Linked DNA regions of Drosophila melanogaster: region 2 is linked to region 1. A link is a contact called in public Hi-C data. All regions are on one chromosome and are shown on one strand. Each heading gives the region's core, a stretch centred on a gene start, on an enhancer-like site or on the middle of the called end of the contact. The rest is flanking DNA. Distances are from core to core; before and after follow the strand shown. Region 1 overlaps CadN (Cadherin-N). Region 2 overlaps btv (beethoven).

Region 1 (6,761 bases), core at 1,973-4,472:
TTTCCTTAATATTGCGCTGCGAACAGAAATGAGGTGTACTTAAGGGCACTAAACTAACGCTAAACAGCAGATACAGATACAGATTCAGAATCAGGCTCAGGTGTGTGCAGGTGCGTATGTGCAGTGTTTTCACTTTACTGTACTATACTCTATTTACGTTTGTTTTTATTTGTTTTCATTTGTTTTTATTTTTAACGTGTCCTTTCGGCTTAAGTGCATTTGCTTTCAGTGCGGCAAGATAGACGGAAAAGTGCATGGTAAAAAATGGGATTGGATAATATAAAAACTGACTCGGACTGACGCATAATTAAAATGCCAGTGCCATGTGGCTGGTTTGCCACGAAGATAAAACGGTGCCCGCGGAGATGCAAAGCAGAAAAGTAGTGTCGCGGGGGTCAAAAGTCATTAAAGTCCGTTGCTTGAAGTTTTTTAATTGCAATTATAAAAAACAAAACTTTGTTTAAAATAAACTTTCCATTTTTTCACAACCTCATTTTACTCTTCAGCAGGCGACTTGTGTATTTTATTTTTTGCCCCCCGGCTTCCACTAAGTGGCAGGTAATTGAAACTGACCCAGCTCATCATGCGGCAAAGGTTGGCGACAAAGCCGACTTGTGTGCCATTCGAAGTTTATGCAGCACTTTCATCTGGTCAAGAAGAAAAAAGTCTCATTTTTTCACAGAGCAAAGGTTTAAGAGTTTCATACCCAGGACCAGATTTTTTTAGGAAAAGGTTTCATACAAATTTTTCATATAAAAACATTAGAAAATGTATCTTCTATGTTTTTTACAAAACGTTAATGCTATTTTTCCTAGGTCCTAAACTAAGATTACCCTTTGAAAAATATGAAATTGGGTATTTTCGGTGAAAGCTGTGTATGATTCAGAAAACTTTTCCAAGACATAAAAAATTCATACTTTAGTATAAGTGCAGTGCCATATTTTAAACAGTATTTTTTTATTTTTTCTGGGGGCTTAATATACCTGCTTCTCACTACATTTTTAGTGTAATAAAAATTAATTCTTCTTAAAAAATTGTTTATATATAATTAAAAATATATATATGTGCTTTTTAATATACATGTGTGACTTGTGCAGTTTTGGCATATATTTGGTGTATATTTCACTGGTGCAGTTTGAGTGCTTTATATAAATGATGGGGCTCTATGGGAAGAGATGATATTGGGGAGGGAAACTAGTTGGACGACCACATAAAATAACTATAGACCAAAAGAAGGTGTTAATGAGTTTTGTTATTCAAAAACACTTTCTTGAGGTCAATTCAATAGCTAATAAACATCTATAGCAAACATTCAGAACACACAGAAATTATTGCAAGACATGACACCAATAACCAATAATATATGACAAAAAAAAAAAAAAACATCTAGAATCATGGTAAGAAAAAAATGCAGTTCTTAAAATTGAACTAAGCAAAATTGAATGTATTTTGATTTGATTTTTTTTTTAAGATAAACTTTTTTGCACGAAAAATGAACAGACCTGGCTTTGATCGAGACGACTTTGCCGCCAACGGGCATATTTTCCTTGACATAAATGGGCCCATAGACAGTATGATCCCAGACGGGCGGATTATTTGCACGATCGACCACATCGATTTGTACTTCGACAGTACGCGATAATGGCGGATAGCCCTTGTCTTGGGCCATGGCCTCTAACTTGTATGTCTCGCGCTGTATTTTATATACATTTCACGATCAATATTATCAAAAATCGTTTGGGTTTGTTATCAAAATCAAGCAAGGCGATGCAAAAATGACAGTCGCGTCGATATTGGTTGGTAAATACGACATTTGTTCAGGAAAAAGGCAAAAAACAAAATGATATAATATAGTTGGAACCTTTTATGTAAAGAAGTTCTAAAAATGATGTAGTTATAATAGTAGATTTTTGGTTAAAACTCAAAAATAAATTGTAAACCAACACCGCAATTAAATAAGTTATAAATTAATCGAAAAACGGGAAAGGAAAACATTTTAAGATTACGGTCTTTATAAAAAGTATTTCAAATGCAGTGCAGAATATTTTGTAAAGTCTCGACCCTAGCCTTCGAAAAAAAATGTTTAATTATTTAAATAAATATTTATAGCTTTAAAATGAAAATGTCAACTAAATATTTAATATAAGAAACTGATATTGGGTTTTGTGCATTTAATAAGTACAATTTTCATAGCATACTTTACACAGTTTGCTGCGGTTTTTATTCTTTTCGCTTTCGACTATTGCTTTTTAACATTTTTGAACACTTTGTGTAGTTACCTTGCTCCACTAGCTTACGACTAAACTGCAACCTTGTTTTGCTTATGATATATGGCGCATGTCTAAGCAGGGTATTTTCCAAATGAAAACCAACACCAAAAATTTCATTACGATTCTCACAATTCCAGGCATTAATTCATGTAGGGGTTTTGAGTCTTTTTAGGGAAATCACAGATCCAATGGGTGATGTGTTTTGTTTAGTATATAGAGAAAGAAATAAGACTCGGCAAAATCCAAAAAGATTCTGAGGAGCAACCATATTTAAAAAACGAATTGCTCGATTCAAAATCAAATACACACCAGCAACAAAAGATTGAAGGATTTTGAATTTTTGCACTTCCATTTTCGATTCGGTTTCACAGATTGGTCAGGACTTTTGGTTGCTGCATTCGGTGAGAGCTTTACGATATGCCAAAAAAAAAGGGATTTGCATTCCAAAGCTCACGTAACAGTGAATAGACCGTATGTTCAAAATACTTGAAAGCTTAATGCTAGGTTTAGGTTAGCCGATTGTTATTCCGCTGGTTCAAAAAAATGTTATCTAGACTATGTTAAAGGAGACCGACAGCTGTTAGACTCGCAAGTTAGGTTTAGTTTTAGTTTTAATGTTAGGTTGTGAGTTCTCATTGGCTATACAAACCTTGCCTTAACCGATGTTACAACCGTACCCACAGTGACATTCTCGCGTATGTGAATCGGCCCGTAAATGCTCTTATCCCAAATGGGTGGCTTATTATTCCGATCGACGACATCTAACTCAACATCGACATCGGCTGCCGAGGCGGGAGTGCCCTTATCGGAGGCACTAACCCTCAATCGATAACGGTCACGCTGTTGAATGATTTGATTGAGTGGGTGAATTTTGATTGAAGCAGTACAGAACAGTTAGGGCGAAAATGTTAGCGTCAACAGCACAACGGGAGTTAACATTGCAAGGAGTAGTCGAGAACCGAACCCAAAGTGTTAGCACTGGTTACGTTTTGGTTTGTGTACTGAGTTTACGTTACGATTACGTATTTGATGGCATCGTTGTTCAAATCGAAGGTGTTACAGAAATCTCTTAGGTTTGAAGGATCCGCCTTAACTAATGACCAATATAATCCTATTATCTGAATATATTGATGCTTGTAATTGCTTTCTACTTGTTGTGGAATAATAAATCACAATAATTTTACTGTATAATTTTAGAGAGCATTGAATGGCTTCAAAACCGAAGGATTTCTTTGGCACCTCCAACTGTTTAAATTAAATCCAATGATTTTAGAAGTATAAGAAAAATTAACACAAGATATAAATAAAATATATATGCGATTTGTAACATTTGGGATGGGAAAGGATACGTTTATAAGTAATAATAGTGTTTCAAGGATCGGTGGATCGGTTCACATAAATGGGTGGATTCTTTTGACGAGACTATTATTTGCATTATTCTGAGTTACCCTACGATGAAATGAGTCCTAAATTCACAACTATTTACATTTAATAAAATGCAACCTGTTCCTCGAGTTAGTTTCGATTTTTTATGTTAGCTTACAGTTTTGGTTTTTTAACTGCTTAAAGGGGTTAGCACAGTAACAGTAATTGCATTTACTTACTGGATAACAACCCTAAATTGTTGATATATTTTTTCAGTACCATTATATTGGATATGTAAAGATAAATTAAAATATAAACTATTAAAATGCCTAAATCGTATTCCCTCTCAAATGGTTAGTTAACAAATAAAAAGCAAATAAAAATGTAAAGTGCATTTAAAATAAGAATATAAAAGTAAATGTTTCCTATCAAAATCCTGTACAAATTAGGCCACATTTCGCATGGGCATGCAAAACTAAATGTTCTTCAAAAATCCATTTAAACATTGGTTTCAAAAATATAATAGCTATAGCATAAATACTTAAGCTTTCAGCAAGAGACGTTCAAAAAATTGCATAGTCTCGACAAAAAGTTTTTTTTATTTTGCTTTGGGATTTGTTGGGAAGATATTTGGGTATAAAATAAAGAGAGGCAATACAAAATTATGCTGTTTTGAAAGTTCAACTAAATTCAAAATATTTAATGGATAAAACCATTAAAATAGGTTCCAACGATGCTCAAAAATATTCGTGATCGTTTCGGGGTATGCGCTTTTATTATATACATTTTTCTTAAACCTATAAACCTGTCACCAAAAATAGCTGAACTGTTATAAGCATTTTCATACCAACTTCTCTCCCTTAGTTTTTTTTTTCTTGTTTTGTGTTAGTTTTGATTTGTTTCAAAAAATGTTAAAAATCAATTCGCTCTTTGGCATCTGCACTCGGTAAGCTTTTGTTTTTCGCCAATTTTACGCACTATAAACTAAACAAAACAATTTGAATAAACTAAAAATATTATTTTGTATTTTATTTTTATAGACGCAGATCTCCATCGATGTGGCAAAAAACTTGCATCGCTGCATATCAGGCTCTATTGTACCTACGACTTTTTGCGGTCTTGTAAGTTATTGAAATACAAATTAAAAGAAAGGTGCAGTTTGAAAAGAAATCAAAAGCAAAAAGATAACATATACAGATATAGATACAAGCCGCTTGAGCTGTCTGAACTTGGTAGATGCTAAGCATCTGTCACTGAATAAGTTAGTAAAACAAAAAGTTTCGTTTTTTGAAAATAAGAACTTTAAATTAAAATAATAAGACTTGGTTAGTAGGGACATGGCAAACTCATAATTGGGGTAATCGATTCATAAGTTCATAGGCTAAATGAAAAGCGAACACTTACGTCAAGCGGCTTCTTGAGTACAATCCAACCGGACTCAGCCTGAATCTCAAAGTATTCCAGATCGTTGGGATTGAAGGGAGCAGTCAGGCTGTATACTATAGCTCCATTGTTATCGGCATCTTCATCGGAGGCAGAGACACGAAGGATGTTTGTGCCAATGCTGGCATCCTGCTTTACATTCTCCACGTATTTCTAGAAAATCCGTGAATGTGTAATACATTTTAGGACTGATCGTTTTTTTTATGACTCACCTGTCGATCGAACAGTGGCGGATTATCGTTTACATCTGTGATTTCCACGGTGAAGGAGCAGACACCCTCTAGACTGGGATCACCCTGATCGGTGGCCTTAACTGTGACGGACACGAACTTGCCATCATCTCCCTCGCGATCGAATACCTTGTTGGTGGACACCTCTCCGGTCTCCTCGTCCACCGTGAACTTTGTGCCTTTCTGATTTGGTTGCTGAACAATTGAGTATTTCACCTGTCGAAAAACATGCAAAATGGTTTAGTGATTGATTACTATTAAAGCTGCCGAGGCACTCGACCTCCACACACGACATGCACTAAGCAGTGCATTGAACTTGGTAGGCACGAAAAGAAAATTATGGCTAAATCTCGTCATGAAATCACCCTATCGCTTCCACACACATGCAGTTAATTCAATTAGGTGTGGGTAATCATGTTTGCGTTGGCCTCAAAACACAAATAACGTATAATTAATCAGGTTTGGTGACCGAAAGGGGAATGTAATTAGGGAAAGGATAATCAAAAGAGGTATTAAAGTGGGGATTGCTATTACAAGTATATAGTATATGCATCTAAATTAGTTAATCCGAAAATGAGTGGAAGTTTTCCAGTGCTTAATCGATATTAAAAGCAGTTGATATCACCTGTGGGGTTTTGTTGTATGAAATATTATGAAAATTATATACATACACACATTTAGAAATGTTATCTAGTGAAATGTTTCAATGCATTCTTGTGTTGTCTTATTCTTGATGTCTTCATACAACAAAATATTTTAGCTACAATTTTCCCTAGGAAACAATGCGGGCATTATATTATTTACCTGTCCATTCACACCCTTATCCTCGTCGGTGGCCACAACCTTAATGACAGGACTTCCATTAGGAGCTCCTTCCTCGACTTTCGGATAATAGGTACTGCAGTCCTTGAACACTGGCTTATTATCGTTGACGTCGGTGATGAATACCACGACCACAGCAGTTGAGGTGTGGATAGTTTGGTCTCCATTCACACAACAAGATCCATCGTCCATGGCGGTGACGTTCAGCTCGTACTTGTCCTTGTCCAGGGATATGGCCTTATTATGCAGTCGGATAACACCGGTTATGTCCTCGATGACAAACTGACCCGATGAAGTGCCGCCGCCCACGAATCCAAACCGCACGTTATCACCGTCCTTGTCGGAGGCTACCACAGTGGTAACCAAAGTGTTTGGCCCGGCATTCTCATCCACATTGGGGGTATACACTTGCTGGGAGAACTTGGGCTCCTCATCGTTCTTGTTTTTGGTGTAAACTCGAACTGTAGCCACTCCCGATTTGGGCGGTTCACCCTTGTCCTTGGCAGTCACTATGAACTCATAATAGGCATTGTTGTTGTCCGCATCCAGTTGCTTGTTGTTCACGATGATTCCGTTCGAGTCCACGGCGAAATGATCATCGGATACTAAATATTCGATTTCCGCATTTGAT
Region 2 (6,761 bases), core at 1,997-4,496, 260 kb after region 1:
AAGGGATTATATTGCAATCACATCTAGAACAGGGTATTTCAATTGAAGTGCTGAAGAATGTACTTACGCTTTAGAAAGTATGTTCCCATGGATTCCTGGTATCCCTCGAGCTGTGCCGCCTGTTTTAGAGTGCTCGCCACCGTCTCCAGATCATCGCCAAAAAGCTCTAGGATCTCACTTCCTTCGAGTAGAGCTTCGATGGGTTTCAATATATCGGGAACATAACTTAGCCAACATTGCTCTATCAGCAGATAACTCATTTGCTGCTCCAGGGCAGCCGTCTGCATTGCCACTTTAAGGTCATTGTAGAAGTCGGTGAGATCGTAGGACGGTCCTCCTTGCAGAGTAACCACCTTGGCCTCCTGAAAAGTTGCGGCTGTGAATATGGCATCCAGATGACGTCCACCAGATTGCCCCAAAATGAGCATGTGGGCATCGGTTCGTGATAGAACCCGTGTTATTCGAGCTACGTGACTTAAAAGTTCCTCCGTAATGGGTGCCGTGATGCTGTAGTTTTCGGTATCTAACGGAGTTAAAACACAATGGTTTTCTGTAGCTCAGCCATTCATAATGCAATTTTAGTTAGAAGCTTTAATATTTAACAGAACAAATGTTGTATTTCTAAGCTCTCTTATTAGACATACTTGACGTTGAATTGCTGCTAAATTACTTTTTGTATAGAACTGATTCTCAGACGAATTGCGATGATTCTGTACTTTCAGTGGATGACCCCTGAGGAGGAGGCGCGTCAAAAGTTCATCATGAGGGAGCGGGACCGCGAGCGGAAACGGATCAAGCGCATGAATCCCGAGTACAGGCAGATGGAACGAGAGCGGGATCGGTTCCGCAAGCTGACACCCAGGCCCAGTGTAGTTATCCCCGATTAACCCAAACTATCACCCATTTCCTCCTCTTGTCTTGAAACCGTGGAATTACCAGCAGGCAACTCCAACTGATGCGTGAGCAGAACTTAGGCTAACAATCTCTAGATAACAAGCAAGGATATCAAATAATTTGTACTCACTGCAAATAGTAACCTGCCGTTGAACCTCTTCCATCCATTCGTCATGGGTTAGACAGTGTAGATGACCCCGCGACTTTGGAGATTTAGGCACGAAAAAGACCTTCTGAATGAATTCAGTGAATTAGCTTGATTTTCATTTGGCGAAATCCAACTGTGACTTACCTCCTTGCCATAGTATTTGCGCATCGTTTGCTTAAGTATGCCCTCGAATTGCTGGACATGCTCTTCGCTAATCAATCTGTCGCGAAACATGCCTAATAGCTCGCAGTACAGAGCCTGAAAGCGGACAGAAGTTTTCAATCTCATTAGCCTTAAACTGAGAAAAATGTTTTATGTGAAGAAATGTTCGGACTATAAATGTTCTAGTTTAAGTTTGATAGATACAAGTAGTAAGATTTCAGATTTAAAAGCCTTAATCAACTTCTAGGAGTTTACAAAATAATGTATTTTAATGAATTAGTTTTTTCTGTTTTTCTCACTACAAAACATACCTCATTAAAATCACTGGCAGGATAAAAGACAAGGGCATCCAGCAGCTTCATGATGCATTTGGGGCTGAACTGGTAGTGTGCCTGTCTGCCTCCCACGTTGGTGAACGTCGCTTGCAGCTAAAAGAGGGCAAAGTCAATTAGCAGGTCCTGCGATGATGAATTCCCAAATGGATAGAAAGTGGGGGTGCAAACCTTCTCAAAGCAGTCCATTAGACTCTCGCTGACGTGCTGCAAATTGACCCCGGACCTTCCTCGATTTTCCGATCCCCTGAAGTGCTCTTCCAAAAGAGGTTCCAATCGCCGCTGGACGATTTCTAGCATGTCCTGGCTGGTGGGTCGGGAAACTCGCACAAACTGATTGATGGCAAAGTAGCGCGGTGCGATTTTGCCGGTGTTTCCGCCAATAGAGGCGCATAATTGCAGACCGCTTACACCAATCCATTCAAGGTTTTCGGCGTAAAAGCCTCCTCGTTGAGCTAGTTGGAATAGCAGTTCCACAACTTCGCAAGCTCCCCAGGAATCCTGCTGGCAGAGGTCCAAGTTCTTCATGAAGAGCACCAGTCTCGCTTGCTTTGGTCGGTACTCTCTTCCCTTGATTCCACTCACTGTGACGCAGTGCGTCTTCAATGTGTGCAAAATATACCTAGGAGTCAGTTGAGTAGAGCAATTGATGGTGGCCAACTGATAGCCAGAGTTCTCCAGCACGGCTCTTTGAAGGAGCAGGGTTTTGCCCGACCCACTTGGACCAATGAGCATAAAGGGCGGTAATCGAGTGCCCTGAGTTTTCAGCAGGGTTTCTAAAATGTCCAAATAGGATTTCATGTACGATGTTATTATTAGCTGCGATCCTTTTTCTGGTGTCTCTATTGCATCCACCGCATATTGCTCTAACGAATTTCTGCTGCTTTCATAGTGAGTCAATTCAGCGTAGTTAGGATTGGCCACATAAAGATTCGCGTGTTTTAGAATCAGTTGGGCAAACTCCCGCTGTCGATCGTTGGGCATGTAACCGAAAAGTGCTCGAAGAGTGGCTGCTCCATATTCCTCTAAAGACTGAGTACCATGAAGTTGAAGTAGCAGGGAGCGCAGAAGGTGGGCCCGATTTATACCAGGCAGATGACTGCAGAAAATGCTAATTTGTAACTCAAGAATTTTTAATATGAACTGAGCAACTCACGTCAATAAAAGTTGGCTTTCGATCCAGTTCACAGCATATTGGAAGTTGCCGTCCACGTAACTTTGCAATAGGTCGCCATAGGGTTCTTTTGACAGCTCATGTTTAAGAATCCCATCAGCCGGATAGTAGTCGTAACTATCATATATCGGCAAAGAAATTACAAACAGTTCTTCATAAGTTAAAAATCAAAACCCACCTCATATTGACAATACCCATTCTTGAAATCGTTGCTGGTGACGCATGCCTCACATCATCTGTTTCGAAAATAAAGTTAACATTGCTCCCGAACTGAATCCTCCAACCCGATGGCAAAGTTAGTAGCCTGCGGGACAAAAATTTTAATTCAAGAAGTTAGTTTCATGTGGATTGCCCTGGTTTCAAGACAAAATGAGAGGAGATCATACTATCGCATAAGACCACGCTTAGCCACACAAGAACACTGCCCGAGATTCAGATTCAGACTCAGATCGAGACACGACCCCTTCTGCTGACTGCCGTTTGCCAACCAACCACTCTCTCTGTAATTTCAGCTGATGACCCCCGAGGAGGAGGCCCGCCACAAGTTCATCATGCGGGAGCGGGATCGCGAGAGGAAGCGGATCAAGCGCCTCAATCCCGAGTACCGGCGAATGGAACGCGAGCGCGATCGATTCCGCAAGAAGGCACGACGTGCTAACGTAGCATTTTTCCAATATTCTATATTATCTATAAACATAATCCCACACTCGAACACTCGATTCACACGACACACACACACACACTCACATGGCTTGAGAGATTAGGGGGTAGGGGCTTAGAAGATCCCAGGACCGTTGACACTTCTTGAACCCTCCAAACCAGACAAACTCCCACAGTTTCTGTGACCTAAAACACTATGCTTTAATATGTTTTCCCCCATTCTGTTTCTGTATGCGCCTACAGTTGACCCCCGATGAGGAGCTGCGACTGAAAATGATCCAAAGGGAGCGGGATCGAGAAAGGAAACGAATCAAGCGAATGAATCCGGAGTACAGAAGGCTGGAGCAGGAACGTGACAGGGATAGGAAAAAGGCTCGTAGGGCCAACGAGGCCTTCAGGCAGCTGGAAAAGCTAAGGGATAAGATCCGAAAGGATCGAAAGAAGGGCTTGCTTGTCACGGATCCGACGCAGCTGCCGCCGGAATTCGCAGCCATGATACCGCCAGTGCCTGTGGTTAAGCCCGAAGTAGGTGTGTCACCAGCCCCGCCCCCAGGCCAGCAGCAACCCACGCCACAGCTGCAGCAACAGCAGCAGCAACAGTTGCAGCAACACCAGCAGGTGCCACAGCAACAGCAGCAGCATCAGCAGCCTCCGCCCACGCATCTGCAGGAGCAGCAGTTGAGTCACCAGCTCGCGCATCAGCGGAACCGAATGATGTCTAGCCAACTCACCCAACTGGCCACGCCCCCCGCCCATGCCTCGCACCTACAGCAGCTGAATAAGTTGCAGCAACTCTACCCGCCACGCAGCTTTGGCCACCCCGCTTTACCTATCGCTGGTGTGACGCTGATGCCGCAGCTTTGTCATCCCATCCTGCATCAGAACCTCAGCGCTACTCTGTATGCAGGTCCACCGAATGGCATCAAGCAGGAGTATGGACAGGATATCTCCGCCTCGGCTATGGCTGCTGCGCAGGCGGCGGCACTGGCCTCGCTGAGGAATCCGCAACAGCAGCAGCAACAGGATGATTCAGAAATGGTCATTAGTCTCGAACCGGAGATAGTTCTCCAGACAGGTCCCGATGTAAATCCCGCCCAGCCACCTCCGCAGCAACAGCATCTTTTCAGCGCCCATCAGCACCAGCAGCAGCAACAGCAGCAGCAGCAGCAGCAACATCATCTGCAGCAGCAACAGCACTGCAACATGTTCCAGCATATGGCCCCTCAGGCGCACATGCAACACATGCGCTCACTGCCGCCTCCGCCGCCGCCCCCCTCGCTGACCTTGCCACCCCTGCCGCCCCCGCCACCTACAACTCACCAGCAACAACAGCAACCTGCGCCGCCACAGCAACTGCAACATGCTCCGCAGTGAGCGATTCTCGCCTGTAGTTCTAAGCTCAACCCTCTAGCCAGCTAAACGCATCCGAAAGTTTGAGGGCACACACACCTGGAGTTGTGATCGAATTAGCTATGTGATTTACAATTCCATTTGCCTAAATGTATTACGTTGCCATAATTGCTCGAGTACGAAATGGTATTTGTAATTACAAATCTAACAAGCATTCAAGCAGAGAGCTATGTGGTGCTGAAAATGCAATAGAAACTATTCTTATTATACCCGTTACTCGTAGAGTAAAAAGGTATACTAGAATCGTTTAAAAGTATGTAACAGGCGTTTTCGACCATATAAAGTATATATATTATTGATCAGGATCAATTGCCGAGTTATCTGACCATGTCCGTCTGTCCGCATTAACGTCGAGATCTGAGGAACTATAAAAGCTAAAAAGTTGAGATTCAGCACACACATTCTAGGGATATTTTTGGATATTTTTCCATAATTTTTCATTAGTCTTGTAAATGTCTATCGATTTGACAAAAAACCTTTTTCCCACGCCCACTCTAACGGCGCCGAACCTTTCACGCCCACACTTTTAAACAATTTGTAATTTTTTTCTCATTTTATCCCTCCCAATACCTAACGATATCCTAGAAAAATTATATTTCGCGTTCGCATTCACACTAGCTGAGTAATGGGTATCTGATAGTCGGGAAACTCGACTATTTCATTCTCTCTTGTTTTTTTTTTAAGAAATTTTTACTTCCAAAGTGAAACTTGTTAGGTTATTTTTTAGTGTAGAAAGGGAATTATTTTTCTCAAAACAATTCAGTTTTATCAATAGGACACAGCAAATCTTCCCTACTTTTTGTTCGAATTATATGCAAAAACAATTGCCATTTTAAATCCTATTTACATTGTCGTCAAAAATAGTTTATTTTGTATCTTTGGACTAAAAACACATTGTGATAAAATGCACCATGAGCTTTAGAGCAGGTGCCAAAACATAAAATTTTCCTGTAATTCCTCATTCATTTTAGGTTGGTAGATTATTGGTTTTCCTACAACGACTCTTATTCCTATTTTGTCACAACTCCAATAGATGTGTGCCAAGACCTCATACGCACACACTCGCACTGAAACACACCCATGTTTATTTTAAAGTATGTTAAGTAGACGCCATTTTAAAAATGCCGATACGTATTATGTTGCGTTACGCAATCCGCATTACGTTTCTTAAGTGCTTAAGGGCTTCCCCGTCATAACTTTTTATGTCGTCATCGTTTCAAGCATTTCTCTGTTTTTTAGATATGTACGTATATTGTTTAGCTAAGTGATAGGAGACACAATACTTGCAAGTTTAGGATGATACGATCTACAATACGAATTAACGATAACTGTATACCTATATGATATAATGATATAGTATGGCCAGCCGCAAAATAATTATTACGAATTTATGCGCAGAAAAGAGCAAAATATAAACAGCAAGCGATTGCTGAAAATGGAATTCAGTTGTTTATGAAGTGACTTCATGGATATAGGATATTTTTCAAGTCTAAATTATGCGTATGCCTAGAATCTATTTCCTCAAACAGTTGTGTGAATGTTGAAAAAGTGGGGATTAAATGCACTTACTTGTTATCGTCCAACACCGAGTTCAGTGCCTCTATCCATTCGGGATCGATGCTGCCGTCGCAAACGATCCATGAGTGGACTTGAGATGACTCCTGATTGACCGCCACCGCTGTGTGGGTCAGTACTCCGTCCTGCCACTGACGAGTATCGGCATCCAGGCGTCCCAGCAATTGAATTCGACTCATTGACTTTGGACTGATGGTGTGCACTTTTAGCTGGGTTCCACACAGAGCCTGTTTAAGGAGGGATATGATGGTAGACTTGCCACATCCTGGCGGTCCCACCAACACCACTCCCATCCGTTTTTGCAGCTGCTCGTGCAGTTGCAAGGCTTTTTCAATTTGCCTTTCGCTTCGACAGAGCCCCAATTGCGCAAAGGCGGCGGATAGAGATTGATGGAGCTGAGTTTCTG

The links. A called contact is a pair of places that touch in the nucleus more often than the background predicts.
Region 2: a contact with region 1 is called in a Hi-C map of the OSC cell line, with 2.8 times the contacts expected there. The contact joins two enhancer-like sites. A contact is called at or near these places in 18 of 107 Hi-C or Micro-C datasets (the D17-c3 cell line, the OSC cell line, the PNm cell line and 7 more) and 1 of 6 datasets of contacts at active chromatin or transcription factors (the Kc167 cell line).

What each region holds. Positions count from the first base shown.
Region 1 is chr2L:17,712,804-17,719,564 of dm6, forward strand. CadN (Cadherin-N) reads right to left here. Exons shown (of 24, transcript NM_165227.3): 7 at 6,113-6,761; 8 at 5,291-5,524; 9 at 5,040-5,231; 10 at 1,503-1,693. Among named protein-coding and RNA genes, the nearest start is that of CG43231, 12 kb to the left of the region's middle. Within about 2 kb of position 3,223, at least 35 of the 39 cell types and tissues checked have an H3K27ac peak or open chromatin away from gene starts, as enhancers often do. A contact at or near this core is called in the OSC cell line, where this site is marked.
Region 2 is chr2L:17,968,650-17,975,410 of dm6, forward strand. btv (beethoven) reads right to left here. Exons shown (of 25, transcript NM_001042904.4): 13 at 6,350-6,761; 14 at 2,889-3,014; 15 at 2,693-2,827; 16 at 1,708-2,635; 17 at 1,516-1,632; 18 at 1,187-1,300; 19 at 1,025-1,127; 20 at 68-523. CG5674 reads left to right here. Exons shown (of 2, transcript NM_165233.3): 2 at 3,614-6,219. The coding sequence ends at 4,744. Among named protein-coding and RNA genes, the nearest start is that of CG5674, 8.7 kb to the left of the region's middle. Within about 2 kb of position 3,247, at least 2 of the 39 cell types and tissues checked have an H3K27ac peak or open chromatin away from gene starts, as enhancers often do. A contact at or near this core is called in the OSC cell line, where this site is marked.